Linked DNA regions of Hordeum vulgare: region 2 is linked to region 1. The links are chromatin contacts, called in public Hi-C maps. All regions are on one chromosome and are shown on one strand. Each heading gives the region's core, a stretch centred on a gene start, on an enhancer-like site or on the middle of the called end of the contact. The rest is flanking DNA. Distances are from core to core; before and after follow the strand shown.

Evidence for each region. Hi-C and Micro-C count contacts between places; a contact is called where the count stands out from the background.
Region 2: a contact with region 1 is called in a Hi-C map of leaf, with 4 times the contacts expected there. The contact joins two enhancer-like sites. A contact is called at or near these places in 2 of 6 Hi-C or Micro-C datasets (leaf and seedling).

Annotation. Positions count from the first base shown.
Region 1 is chr2H:58,952,656-58,959,352 of MorexV3_pseudomolecules_assembly, reverse strand. It overlaps LOC123424950 (serine carboxypeptidase II-3), which reads right to left. Exons shown (of 7, transcript XM_045108631.1): 7 at 6,399-6,697. It also overlaps the pseudogene LOC123424952. Among protein-coding and RNA genes, the nearest start is that of LOC123424950, 7.2 kb to the right of the region's middle. Within about 2 kb of position 2,867, at least 1 of the 3 cell types and tissues checked has open chromatin away from gene starts, as enhancers often do. A contact at or near this core is called in leaf, where this site is marked.
Region 2 is chr2H:58,990,348-58,997,044 of MorexV3_pseudomolecules_assembly, reverse strand. No RefSeq gene overlaps it. Among protein-coding and RNA genes, the nearest start is that of LOC123424950, 45 kb to the right of the region's middle. Within about 2 kb of position 2,579, at least 3 of the 3 cell types and tissues checked have open chromatin away from gene starts, as enhancers often do. A contact at or near this core is called in leaf, where this site is marked.

The DNA of each region.
Region 1 (6,697 bases), core at 1,618-4,117:
CCATTATCACCATAATGGACGACAAGCTTCAAGCATGTGATCTTTTCGTGATGATTCACTTGAACTTGCACACTACAACCTTGATGACGATTACCACTTGATATCATCCTGCATAGGTTGTATGGGATCTTCCTTTTGATGAATGCCCATGGAAACACACCTAACCCCACAAATAATACTCACAAAGATCATGGGTTAGTACACAAAGCAGAATGGATAATACTTACCATACCATGAGATCATTTGATCCCAGTTGGTGCATCTTCTATGCTTTGTGTGTTGATCAACTTGAGTCACTCTTTGCCTTAGTCTTGGTCAACCTTGTAGCTTATCTTATCTCTTTATAAAGATGTCGTCTTTAAGGTAACCATGAATGTTCATATGATCTTCTTCTTCTTCAAGACATGCTTGCAATAAGCTCAACTCTCACATGACCAATCTTTGGATAAATAATTGAATACCACATTGGTCATCACATAAATTCCTTGAAACCAACAAATGGACTTCAAGAAATGCATATGAAAAAAATCCTTGAAGTAAAAAATCAAAGCAACCATTAGTCCATAGAGATTGTCATCAATTACCAAAACATACATGGAGAAATATGCTATTACAGCAGGCCACTAGCCGGCTTTTGTGCCGCAGAACTGCTCTCCCATCTCATCGATGCCATCGAAAGGGTGAAGAAAATGGTGGAAGGAGAAGATGGGGAGTGCAAAAGTGGTGCATTTTTTGCTCTTTGTTAAATATCAAGTGGGCGTGAGGTGCTTGCATGTCATTGTATTTAATGTCGACCGACCCACAAACGAACGTGTGGTTGCACTAGGTTTAACTGTACATGCACGGTTTTAATTGAGGTGTTTGAATGCGGCGAGGAGGCGTGCTCATCCAAACACGTGGCACACTCGGCAGACGCACCGCTTCATTGGTAGCGCCGCCGCTCAAGGCCGGCTTCAATGTGGCGCGGACGCTCGACATCGGCATGAACACGGGCACTTGGCACCATGCGGGAAAGGACACATGTGATGGAGGAGGGTTTTGAGTGGCCCAGGGCGGTCAGAAGCGGGGGTGTGTGCTATCCGAACGCCCACAAGCCTCCACATGTTTGCTTTCGATTTGCGAGAAAAAGCACATCCGGACCGATCGACAGACTGATACGTGCCCGCGTTGGATGACTTTTACGGTACAAACCGGATTATCCGGACGTATGTAGACTGTTTGAGATCGGCATTGGAGATAGCCTAAGAACATGAATAATTAGTGTTTGGTTCAAGTCAGGGGTAAATCTACTATGAGGGTTTCAACAGGTTTGAGCCCCCCTTGAGTGCTAGAAAAAAAATACTTTTACTACTAGTCTCCAAGCTCGTCCCAACTACTCGAGTCCAACATATGTGTACATCACACAGGCAACCCAGACCCCCTTTATTTTTTGTAGTTCAAGTTTTGTGAAGTGCTTTATGTATTACTCCCTTCGTCTCAAAATAAGTAACTAAAAAATAACTCAATTTTATACTAACTTTAGTACAAAGTTGAGTCATTTTTGAGTCACTTATTTTGAAACGAAGATGGTATTTTTTATCACTGCAGTTGTTCGATCAAAATTGCTATTTTTGTGTACCAAAATAGTTTGAATTGGACAATTCAAACTACAAGTAATTCCTGGGTGAAAAAGAAAAATAGAAACAAAAAATCAAATATGAATTATTGAAAAGCCCATAAAGAAGTGGCCGAAAATAGTTGTCAAAAACCTCCAAAATGTGTTCACCTAGTCACAAATATCCCCGAAGGAATTTAGAGCAATTTTTATATTTGAAGAAAATTCGAACAAAAAAAACTACAAAGCTGAACCAACTAAACCTACGTGCGCCGGTAGCCTAGCTACCCCGCACGTTCTATCTCTTCTCTCTCTCACCGATATGCGGGGCCTTTCCGTCCGCTTCACCAACTACCTCCCGCAACCACCGCTCGCCTCGCACGTCCCCATGTCCGACACCCACGTCACACACGTACCGCATGACCCGACCACGCCCAAGCCTCATTGCCTTTGCCTAGACCATGAAGGTGCGACAGATCTTGGTCCTTGCCGACGGAAGGGCTCCTCCTTTGTTTCTAGATGTTTTTTTGTGTTAATTTAGAGTTTGTGTCCTCCTCAGAAAGACGAGACGGCGGCGGCTTCTTGAAGTTGGAATAAAGCTTTCCCCGCCTAGCCCCCGTTCCGGTGGTGCAACTAACATCGTCGGAGAGCGTGTGCAGATGTGTCTCCGACGAATCTCACATAATTCTATCGGTGGTATCTTTGGTGGATCCGTTCGGGTCGAGTCTTCGTTCGTCTATGTTGGTGTGTTTTAGGTTGGATTTTTTTTATCTACGCTTCTCTACATCGACGGCGGCTCGTGTTCTGATGCACTGGTCCTATGGGCCTTAGCATAATGACTTCCGGACTATCTATTATAACAAGTTTTATCCGACTCCAGCAAGGGAGGAGTGACGACGGCGGCGTGCCTTCGGTTCACCTGAATGTTTTTAGTCGTCGTCAGATGCTCTACAGATCTGGATGTAATTTTTATTATTATTTTATGTCCGTTGTACTGTCATGATTGATGATGATTACATCGGATATTTTTCCAAAAGAAAAACTTCTCTAAAACTGATATTTTGAAGGAAGAACAACGACGTGCAGTCGCTGCCGAGTAGACATTAGTTACACGGCTGAACATCCAAAACTGAAGCAAATGTGGAGAAAATTCAAGCCACAAAACCGCGGTAAACATCCACCGAAAATGAGGCCGCGGACGGAAAAGTCAGCAAACGAGAACGAGCCGGAGAAATACCGAGAGGCAATTGGGAAATGAAAAATGCGCATCGGCTGGCGACGACGGCGACGTGTGGTGGCGGCTGGTCCCAAGCTCGGGCACACCGGCACCGATGCCGATGCTCCTCCCACTCCCCCCCCCCCCCCCCCCCCCCCCCCCCCAGCCCAGCCCACCTAATACCCCCCCTCTCTCCCTCTCTATCCACCCCCGCCTCCCTCGACCCGCTCGCTCGCCCGCGCCCCCCGCCGTCCCCGGGCGATGTCGTCGTCGTCGCCGCCGCTGTCGCCTCGCGGGGCGGAGGAGGAGGGGGACACCAGGAGCGACGGCACCGGGAGCGGCGGCGGTGGCACGGTGTTCAGCTACGGGGAGGCGGGGTACTGGGACGCGCGCTACGTGGAGGAGGGCGGCGCGCCCTACGACTGGTACCAGCGCTACGCCGCGCTGCGCCCCTTCGTCCGCCGCTTCGTGCCGCCGGCCTCCCGCCTCCTCATGATCGGCTGCGGCTCCGCGCGTACGTCCTCCCCCCCCTTTCCTCCTCCGCTCTCCCCCTCACGATTGCTCCGCATAGACGAGACTGCCGCTCGCCTAGTGCCCGAACTGGAGTAGCTGATTGTGCTCGTGGTGGTGGTGCTTGACTGCTTGTGCATTCGTCTCTGTTTTCCGGAAGTAGAAATTTCCTTTCCTTTTCCTCTCCGCCTTTTCAGGTTCCGTTCAAATAGGTGCTTGATTGTGATTTGTGAAGGGCTGGGGGTGATTGGCACGGGCCAGCGAACGAGCGAGTGATCTTTTGGATTAGCTGCTTGCACAGAGCACAGTCACCGTCTGTTGGGGTCGAAATTGCTGTCACGGCAATAGTTTGTGGATAGCTCCTCGGCTAGGTGGTGATTTAGCTGCAATGCTTCCTGCATCTGTTCTGTTTATAACGACATGGCAATCAGATAATGCCATTCTATCAGTCCACATGCTGACATATATCACTTCCAGTAATCTGATAATTATACTCTGGATGGGGTAATGTGCTATGCTGCTACAGTTTGGCAATGTGTGAATTGACAGGGTTGTGATGTTGATGCCACACAAAAGCAGTCATTGCGAACTGGCATGGCCAAATGGGGTAGGGACAGTAATATGGAAGCACACATCTGAAACCAGCACAGCTCTGTTCGATAATAGTCCAAACAAAAACCAACCTTGATCTGACTTGTTCCCCAGTAACCCAAAGTTGCTCTGGGATTTAGTATTATGGTGCAGGCCATCTATACTGCATCGACACGTTAAACACACGGCAGCACATCTGATTTTCACTACTTGTGTGAACGTTGTGTCCTATTGTGTTACATTAGTCATATCCGTGTTACTGATATTTCAATGCTTATGCATACACACTGGGGGTTGAGTTTTGCACCCTCGATGGGCTGTTCTGGTCTTCTGGATAGAGTTTAGGATGCGCTTCTAAATCTAGGCTCGATGATTACACTCCCTGTGCTAATTTAAATTTTCTTCCCATGCTCTGCTGTTTGCAGTTATGTCAGAGGATATGGCCGCTGATGGCTACATGGAGATAATAAACATTGACATTTCTTCGGTTTTAATTGAGATGATGAGAAAGAAGTACTTCGATCTTCCACAGCTACAATGTATCCTTAAATATTTTAAATTCCCTCTTTGTCCGGGAAGTGAAATCTAGTTTCTGTTGATTTCCTTATGAGCTATAGACATGCAAATGGATGTTAGAGATATGAGTAAATTTTCTGACGAATCATTTGATTGTGCCATCGATAAAGGTGTGAGTTTCTTCATGCTACAGTGGCTTTCTAATAAGTATTGAGTCTATTGGCACACTTTGCTTAATGTCGCTTGTTCTTTTTGTGCATTTCTTGAAGGTACTTTGGACTCGTTGATGGTAAGTGGTAACATTCAGTCATTGTGTCTTTTGCTTATTTTGGTACTTCTTCAACATTGCGGTCGTGCTACTTCCACAGTGTGGTGTGGAGGCTCCTCTCAGCGCAGCTCAGATGGTCCTGGAAGTGGACAGGTTCTTAATACTTTGACCCCCATTGAAGTATCACTTGCAGTCTCATGTGCGCTAATATATTGTTAAGTTCAGCATTTCTGCATTCTTATGAGTGTTATCTTCTGACTGTAGGCTACTTAAACCAGGGGGAGTCTTTATGTTGGTATGCAGTTTGAATAAGTTTCTTCGTAGTGCATCCTTAATATGTCATTTCCTGCCACTGATTATAATGATCAATTTTTGTTTCTGAACTGCTAGATAACTTATGGTGACCCGTCAGCGCGAATTCCTCACTTGAACCAACCAGTATGCAGTTGGAATACTGTACTGTACATTCTGCGTACGTATTAGTATCATGTCACTTTGCAGACATGTTCATTTCTTAGTCCGCAATGTTGAAAACTTTCTCTGCTTAATAAAAATAGAATCTCTGTTTGCTTGCTCACGAATAGGGTTTACCCCACGTTTTGTGCAAATTCGAGCTTTAACTTGTGTAATCAACACCACTGAATTCACAGTAGTGTAGTTCATAAGAACTTTACTTGTAAGGTTAAAACAGAACTGGTAGCATGATCATTTTTTAATGCATTGCAGCAAGACCTGGATTCAAGGGGAACACAACAAGGTCTTTCTTCGATCCTGTTCCACTGACTAAGAGCGGTAGATTGCCTGAGGGCTTTGTTCTGGAGGACCCTGACTCTCATTATATTTATGTCTGCAAAAAGGGCCAAGGACAGGGATAGATTCTCCAACCTTAAACCACTCGAAGTTGCAAGATTCCGGTTGAGCTGTAGGATAATTTATGTCACAACATTTGTGCATTGTTGTGATCCTTACAAGATCAGACAGCGTGATGCTGCCACCATAATGGCCATCCAAAAATAGAAAGTGTGTCTTTGCACGAGTATACATTTTTTTCAGTGATCTTGTAAGAATCATCAAGTCATTATATTGTGTTACCACTGGTTGTAATGCGGTGCTGAGGATATGATTGTTTGGCACATTTGAGGAATATAATCTGTCCCAGTTTCATCCTCGGTGCAATAGAAAAGAAATTGTCATTATTCATTGATTGTATTTTGTTTGCGTGGAAGTAAAAACACCATCAGTTTTTTCAAGGAGTATCTACTGTTTCGGCAAAATTTCTTGTTGCTGATGCCTTGAGATATCTGAGGCTTAGTCATATTGAAAGTTGCAGTGCTTTTATTATGCTTCTCAGCACATGGAAGGCAAATACTCAGATTTTGTACTAGTATCATTGCTTTGTTACCAAGATATAAATTTCATTCTCCAGGTTAGTCATTGTAACACATGGAGGTCCAAGCTTTTCAGCATGCGAGTTTGGCAATCACTATTCAAACTTGATAAATTCCATCATACATACTCTCTATCTAAGCAAAACCATTTTGCTGGCCTGCAGCTTCATGATCTGCGAAATGCGTAGGTTTGATACTTGGATGGCTTTCTGTATCTTATTTCACTCGATTTTGCTTGTTTCTTGTACTAAATGAAATTGATACAGCAACTGAAACCATGCAGCTTGTGATTACAGAGTTTACAGTATCCCTTGGTTTGGAGCCAATATATGAATTTCATTCTCCTGGTAAGTCATTGTAACACATGGAGGCGCAGCATCCTTTGGAGGCACCAGTATTGCAACATGCCATTTTGGCATAGATGTTCATACTTAACAAATTACACCATACACTTTCCTATCTATATGAAAGCATTTGCTGACCTGCAGTTACATGGTCTGCGGAGTGCATGGGTTGATGATGGGTTTCTGTATCTAACTTTACTTGATTTTGCTTGTTTCTTGTACTGAATCAAATGATACAACCTGTGAAACCTGCTGGTGTACTATCTTTTA
Region 2 (6,697 bases), core at 1,330-3,829, 38 kb before region 1:
GTGTTAAAATTATTTAATGGATCACGGAAAATTTTAATAATTCATCATGGTAATTTTATCTTAATTATATTTTTATAATATGTCAAAATTTTGTTTTAACATAAAAATAGTTGAAACATATTATGTTAACTTCAGTGTAAATATAATAGCAGTTTATGTGCAATAGACATGATAACTTTCAACCAAAGAATGTCATCAAAATTGCGATATGAGATCTAGTTTCGAAGATCTTGTCGAGGCAGATTTAATGATGAAAATGGATTTTCAATCAGTTTTTTTATTTCAAAGAAAAAATATTATAAAAACTAAAAACCTATTTTTTTCACAAGCATGCATGCGGTAACATGGCAATCTCTTGCTATAGAGACTTTCGGACCGCCCCTTTTCCTGCCACACGTGTGCGAGATATCAGCATACAAAACTAAAAAAAGGTAAAGGAAGATCACCCGAAATCACTAATTGAGGAGTACATATTTCAAAGATCACTTTCATCTCTCAGGTTGCGACAAGAGGCGCGCTGAATTCGTGCCATTTGTCGTAATTTTGGAGTTTTCTCTTTTTTCATTGATCTGTATTTTCAAAACGTTTTATCTCCTAAACTGTGCGTTTAAATCTTGAACCATTTCATCATTGGGTTTCTCGCGTCGAGATCTTCAAAACTAGATCCCAAGTTGATAGGTTTAGACGAATTTTTTTCCATGAAAAAAGCAGACCATATAACCGTGCCTCTTGCGATAGAAAAAAATGGAAACATGTTTTTTTGTGTTTTTTTCCTTTCCACAAGGCGCGGTCGTGCATCTTACGAAGGCAAAATCGTTCCACTCACGGAAGCAAAACCCTGTGCCTCTTACGAAAAAAACACAATTTTCCCTTTGTGAGAGGCACGGACGTGCATCTCACGAAGGCAAAACCGTGATTCATGAGGAAACAAAACCGTACCTTTTATGGAAAAAAAATAGAAAACTCATTTTTCCCCTTCCCGAGAGGCACAAAATCGTGCCTCTCGTGTTAGTAAAACCTTGCCTCTCGCAAAAAAACGTGTTTTTCCCGTTTTCGAGAGACACACCGTGACTCTTATGGGAAAAAAACCAGAAAATGTGTTTTTTTGAAAAAAGGATTTTTTTTGTCAAAAAGCTAAGAAAGACCGATGAAAAACCAAAAAAAAACAATTTAAAAAGGCGAAAACGTGTGCGGAGAAATAAAAAACAAAATCTATTTGCCATATTTAGGAGTGGTCACTCACAAGTTCCCGAAGGAGGGAAAATGCTATTTGCCATATTTGGGTCGTCCCAGTTCGCCTAGCCACCGGTTTTATGAACTTCCTAGGAGGTTTCGTGAACTGTTTTTTTATACCTTTTTTAATGTTTATGTTTCTTTTTCCCTTTTCTTTTATTTTTTTGTTTCGTGTTTCTTTTTTATCTTTTTTCCAATGTTATTTTATCTTCTGCAAAATAACACCATGGTCGCAAATTGTTCTTAAAATTTGATTTTTTTTCTTTTTCAAAAAAATTCTAAATTTTAAATAGTTGCCGTTTTCAAAAACATTCATAACTTTAAAAAATGTTCAGAATTTGTAAAAAAAATTCTGTATTTTTGAGAATTGTTCGATATTTTCAGAAAATGTTCGGTATTTTCAGAAAATGTTCGGTATTTTGAAAAAGGTTCAAATTATCAAAAATTTGTTCAATTGTTGAGCTAAGTTCATGTTAAAACAGTGTTCTTAAATTTAGAACAATGTTCTTTTTTTTAAATGTTCTAATTTAGAAAAAATGTCATTTTCAAACATTGTTTGTAAATTCAAAAAATGTTCTGGATACTCAAAAAATATTCTGGTTTTTTAAAAAAGCGTACTTGTTTTTCGAGAAAATGTTCTGGCTTTTCAAAAAATGTCCTGACATTGACATCATTGTTAATATTGTTAAAAAGTGTTCGCAAATTGTAGTTCTAGAAAATGTTCCCTTTATTAGTAAAGTGTTCACATTCACAAAATTCTTCTAGCATTAACAAGAACATTTGTTGAAAATTTCGAACACCTTTTGAAGTTGCGAATTATTTTTTAGAATGCAAATCCTTTTTTTTAAGTCTGGGAACATTTTTTGAAAACACGAACAATTTTTCAAATTGGTGAACATTGTTTGAAAAATTGATTTGTTAACAATTTTGTAGGGTTATTACAATTTTCAAACAATTTTGATTTCTGAACTTTTTGAACCGTTGAAGAAGGAATCGAAAAAAAAAGTAGAAAAGGTAAGAACGAAAACGAAAAGAAAAGAAACAAAACTGAAATAAAACGAAAAATAAAAACCTGAAAAAAAAACTATTACGCGCGCGGCCCACTAAGCCGACGAACCCATGTTTCCTGTGCGAAACCTCAGCTGCGTGCAAAACGCGTCCGATAGGAGTCCACGAAGTTGCTCGTTAACTAATTGCTCTCAATACCACCAGTCGGGTACACCGGTCACCCTCTCGCTGTTAAATAGGCCGGCCCAGTTCAACGCTCGTTCACTTAGGCTCGATCATACCTGGGCAAATGGACTGGCCCAACACGGTACGGCTGTAAACGGGCCGACATGGCATGGCCCGCTTAGGCACAAATATTAGTCGGGCCGTACCGTGGCGGCCCATGTGCGTAGCCCCCTTGTCCAGGCACGACATGGGAGCTAAACGGACCGTCCCGTGTGCATGCTAAACACGATTTTAGGCCTTTTTTAGATAGTTTTTAGGCTGATTTTGGATTATCAAGCTATTTTATATGTTATATATATATATATATAATATGTAAATAAAAAATAAAAAATACAAATGGATCGTGCCATGCCGGTCCGTATGGCCAGCCTTCAGGCCTAGACACGATCTGAGAAGGGCTGCGCGCATGACACGGATCCGTTTAAGTCGTGTCGTGTCTAGTCCATGACATGCTGTGTCGGCGAGCTCACGGGCCGTTCTGTTTAGCCGGAACCGTTTGGCCAGCTATAGGCTCGATGCGAAGGGTCGACAAAAGGACACAAAACCTTGCGGCGGCCGCGTGACCCCACCCGATCACGAGCTTCGACCCATTCCGCCGCCGCAAGCGTTCTCCCGCATCCGGCACATCGTCTGCCCCAACCCTACACGCAAGATCGATTGTGATCGGGATCATGTTCCGCCGCCGTTTCGTGAATCTGCTGGTGCAGAACTCGGCCGACGACTCCGCTTATTCGCTGCGGCGCATCGACGCGGCCAAGCATCTTTTCTACCCGTCAATACAAGAAGCAGAAGAGTCAGCCAACGACGAGAAGAAGAAGACGTACAAGACCTTGCGGCGGCTACCTAACCCGATCGCAAGCTTCGACCCGTCCCCCACCGGCGTCCTGTACCCCGGCCTGGAATGGTTCGAGCTCTTCACGCGCCTCGGCGGTGCCGGGGAGGGTCGGATCGATCGTCTGCTCCAACAAGGCCGGCAACACCGCCATGTTCGACGCCGATAGGTCCCTCTACCTCACACTGCCCAGCCTCTCCCAGGCCAAAGGCATGTACCCCGTGACCTTCTCTGTCGCCCACCCAGGCAGCGGCCAGGACAGCCTCGACGTCTTGCAGGGGTATCCCGGCGAAGCTGTCCACAATGCTCAGTTCTTGCCCGACAACAGCGAGCGCCCCCGCTCCTGCTTCGAGGTTCTCGAGTACAGGGCCCTGTCCTACAATGCCACCGATCCTGGCAAGGGCTGGCACTGGCGGGTTCTTCCTCCTCCTCCATACATCCGGCGACCTGAATACCGGCCCTCCGTGATCACCTCCCACACCACCATCAAGGGCGCCGATGGCCGCACCACCATCTGCATATCATCCGACAAGGTCGGCACCTACTGCTTCGACACGTGGGGCTTCGATTCTACCGACCGTCTCGGGTGGAGTGCCTGCTGGAGGCACCTGGACGTGTGGAGGCAGGTCGGGGAGTGGGAGCTGCCCTTCTACGGGAGAGCCGAGCATGTCCCCGAACTCGGCGTGTGGCTGGGATTCACGGCCGGCAGAAAACCCCACCACCTATGCGCCGTGGACCTCTCCGCCATGGATGGCCAAGCTGCGCCCACATGGCAGCACGTCTGGGACAATGCTACCCTGCCTGGCGAGAAGAATTGGTATCCTCTGATTTTCAGGGTCATCAACATGGGCGACAACAGGTTTTGCGTGGCCAAGCTCTTTGCTGACGAGGAAAATTACAAGGACTTTGCTGTGCTTGCCGGCGTAGAGATGGAGCGTGGGGAAGACGGCCACAGCCTCCGGATGGTCCAGCACACAAGCGCACTCGTTTCGTGTTCGGGAATGGCATCGCTGTCAAATGGGTGCTCTGAATAATCTTGCATCCCCGTCTATTTCGAATACTAGACGATGCCCGGCACGTTGCTGCGAAAACTTGTTAAAAAATATATGAATAAATGTTAAAAAAATAATGGTAATGTAAAAAATTATTATAAAAATATCTTGTTTAATTACCTAGAAAAGATTCATGCATGGAGATATGTTTTACATGAAGAGATTAATAAAGAAAGTAACTTATAACTACATGCATAACTTGATGATGTGACATTGTTGCATGGAAAGAAAAATTGGATAGTGGGTTCTAACTATTTAAGAATAGAAGATTGGGTTGAACAATTTACTCCTAATTTTTCTTAGAACTGTGGGTTCAACCGTTATGCTTTTTTTTTAAGATCAAACTCTGCCACTTTATTATTTAATAAGTAGTAACTGCCAATCTCGTCTGAAACAATCCCCTGCATTTTGGAGGGACAGCGAGCCACACCTTACAAAGTTCTTCGCTTAAATCTAACTTAACTAACTTATGTGCAGCCGAGTTTGCATACCGTCTAGCCCAAGAAATTTTGACCTCTTGAAAAGCTTCCAGCATGTTCTTTAGTTCCTCAATACAAGGTCCTGAAGCAGATAGGCTCTTGCTCTTTTGATTAAGCACAGTCCGTCTCCAAGTGAATTCGTGTAACGTTGATCTCTCTCGCCACCTGAACTGCTCTTCTACATGCATGAATTTCAGCCAACTCCGGTTTAACAATTAAGCTCGTCTAATAAACCCTCTGTAAATAAATATAACTATATGAGACGTTTCAGGTCACTACAAATATGGGCATTGATCTACGACGGCTCGCCGGCTGAAACTTTTGGTCGGTCGCGCGCGAGCCGTCAAATCGAATCATGTTTGATCGTTAGACTGAACCATGCAGCAAAAATTGTCGATGGTAGCAAAAACAAGCGACGATGTAGCAAATTTCGACCACAGACGCAGCAAAAATGTGATTGTAGCAAAAATATCAATGTGGTTGTAGCAAAAAAACGACGTTGATGATGCGTGGTAGCAAAACAAAATGTGGGTTGTAGAACTCGGATTGCAACTCTGACGAACGTGTATGCAGCTTTTTTAGTGGGTTGTAGCAAAAACCAACGAATTCGGGTTGCAACCAAATGTGGATGTAGCTTTTTTAGTGGATAATTGTAGCAAATTTGGACGCCGGTTGTAATAAATTTAAACGCCAGTTGTAGCAAAACTCGATGATGACCATGATGACCATGCAACTCCAGGACCACCGTTTGCAGCCCTGCAGGTGCCGCGGTTGCAGCACTGGATTTTTTTTACGATTGTAGCAAATTTGGATGTTCGTTGTAGCAAAACACGACCGTTACATCGTGCGGATCGCACGCCTCGCGTGCGCGACCGGCAGATAGATTGCGCTGGCACGCTGGTGGAAAGGCTTTTCCTATAAATATTTGTTTATGGAAGGAGTGGAAAACGGGCCTTTGGCCTGGACCCTTTAGTCCCGGCCTCCATCAGGGCCGGGACTAAAGGCCCGACCACGTCGCCTCAAAATCGCAATGCCGCCCACGAGGCTTTGGTCCTGGCCCGTAAGGAGCCTTTAGTCCCGGTTTGTGTCTCAAACCGGGACTAAAGGGCTACGCGGTGTGCAGCCCGCATGTGCGCCACCTTTAGTCCCGGTCTGTGTCTCAAACCGGGACTAAAGTCCTCTGCCTATATATATTGGCCACAGCAATTTTTCTTGGATGGAAGAGTGTGGGTGTGTGCTAGCTCTCCATTTTTCTTGGATGCACTAGAGGTGTTTGTTGAAATGTGTGTTAGAGCGATGCTGCTTCAGTTCACCGAACACAGCTACGATATGAGATGCCCGAGCCACGCTTAAACCTCTTCCTCTTTATTTCTACTTATTCTAAAAGGTTAGCAACTATATTTCCTCGTTTAGACCGTGCAGTACTAATTTTTAGGATCGTGATTGTATTTGATATACTGTCGTATAACGCAGATGAGCCATCCATGGATGTACGGTGATCGACGCACAGCCGCTTACAGAGAAGGCGTGCATTCTTTTCGAGATGCAGCCGATGCGAACAAGCATGGTGGTGGCTATATGTTTTGTCCATGTGTTGAATGTCGGAATGAGAAGGATTACACTTCCTCAAGAGTCATTCAGAGCCACCTGCTTTGGTCCGGTTTTATGTCGGGCTATAATGTTTGGATCAAGCATGGAGAAAGAGGGGTTATGATGGAAGACGACGATGAAGAAGAAGAGAACGATGATGCCAACTACTGATCTATGTTCCCTGAGTATGCTGATACCGCAATGGAAGACAATGAAGAAGAAGATCGGGATGAAGAACGGGAACCAGATGAGCCCGTTGATGATCTTGGCCGGGTCAT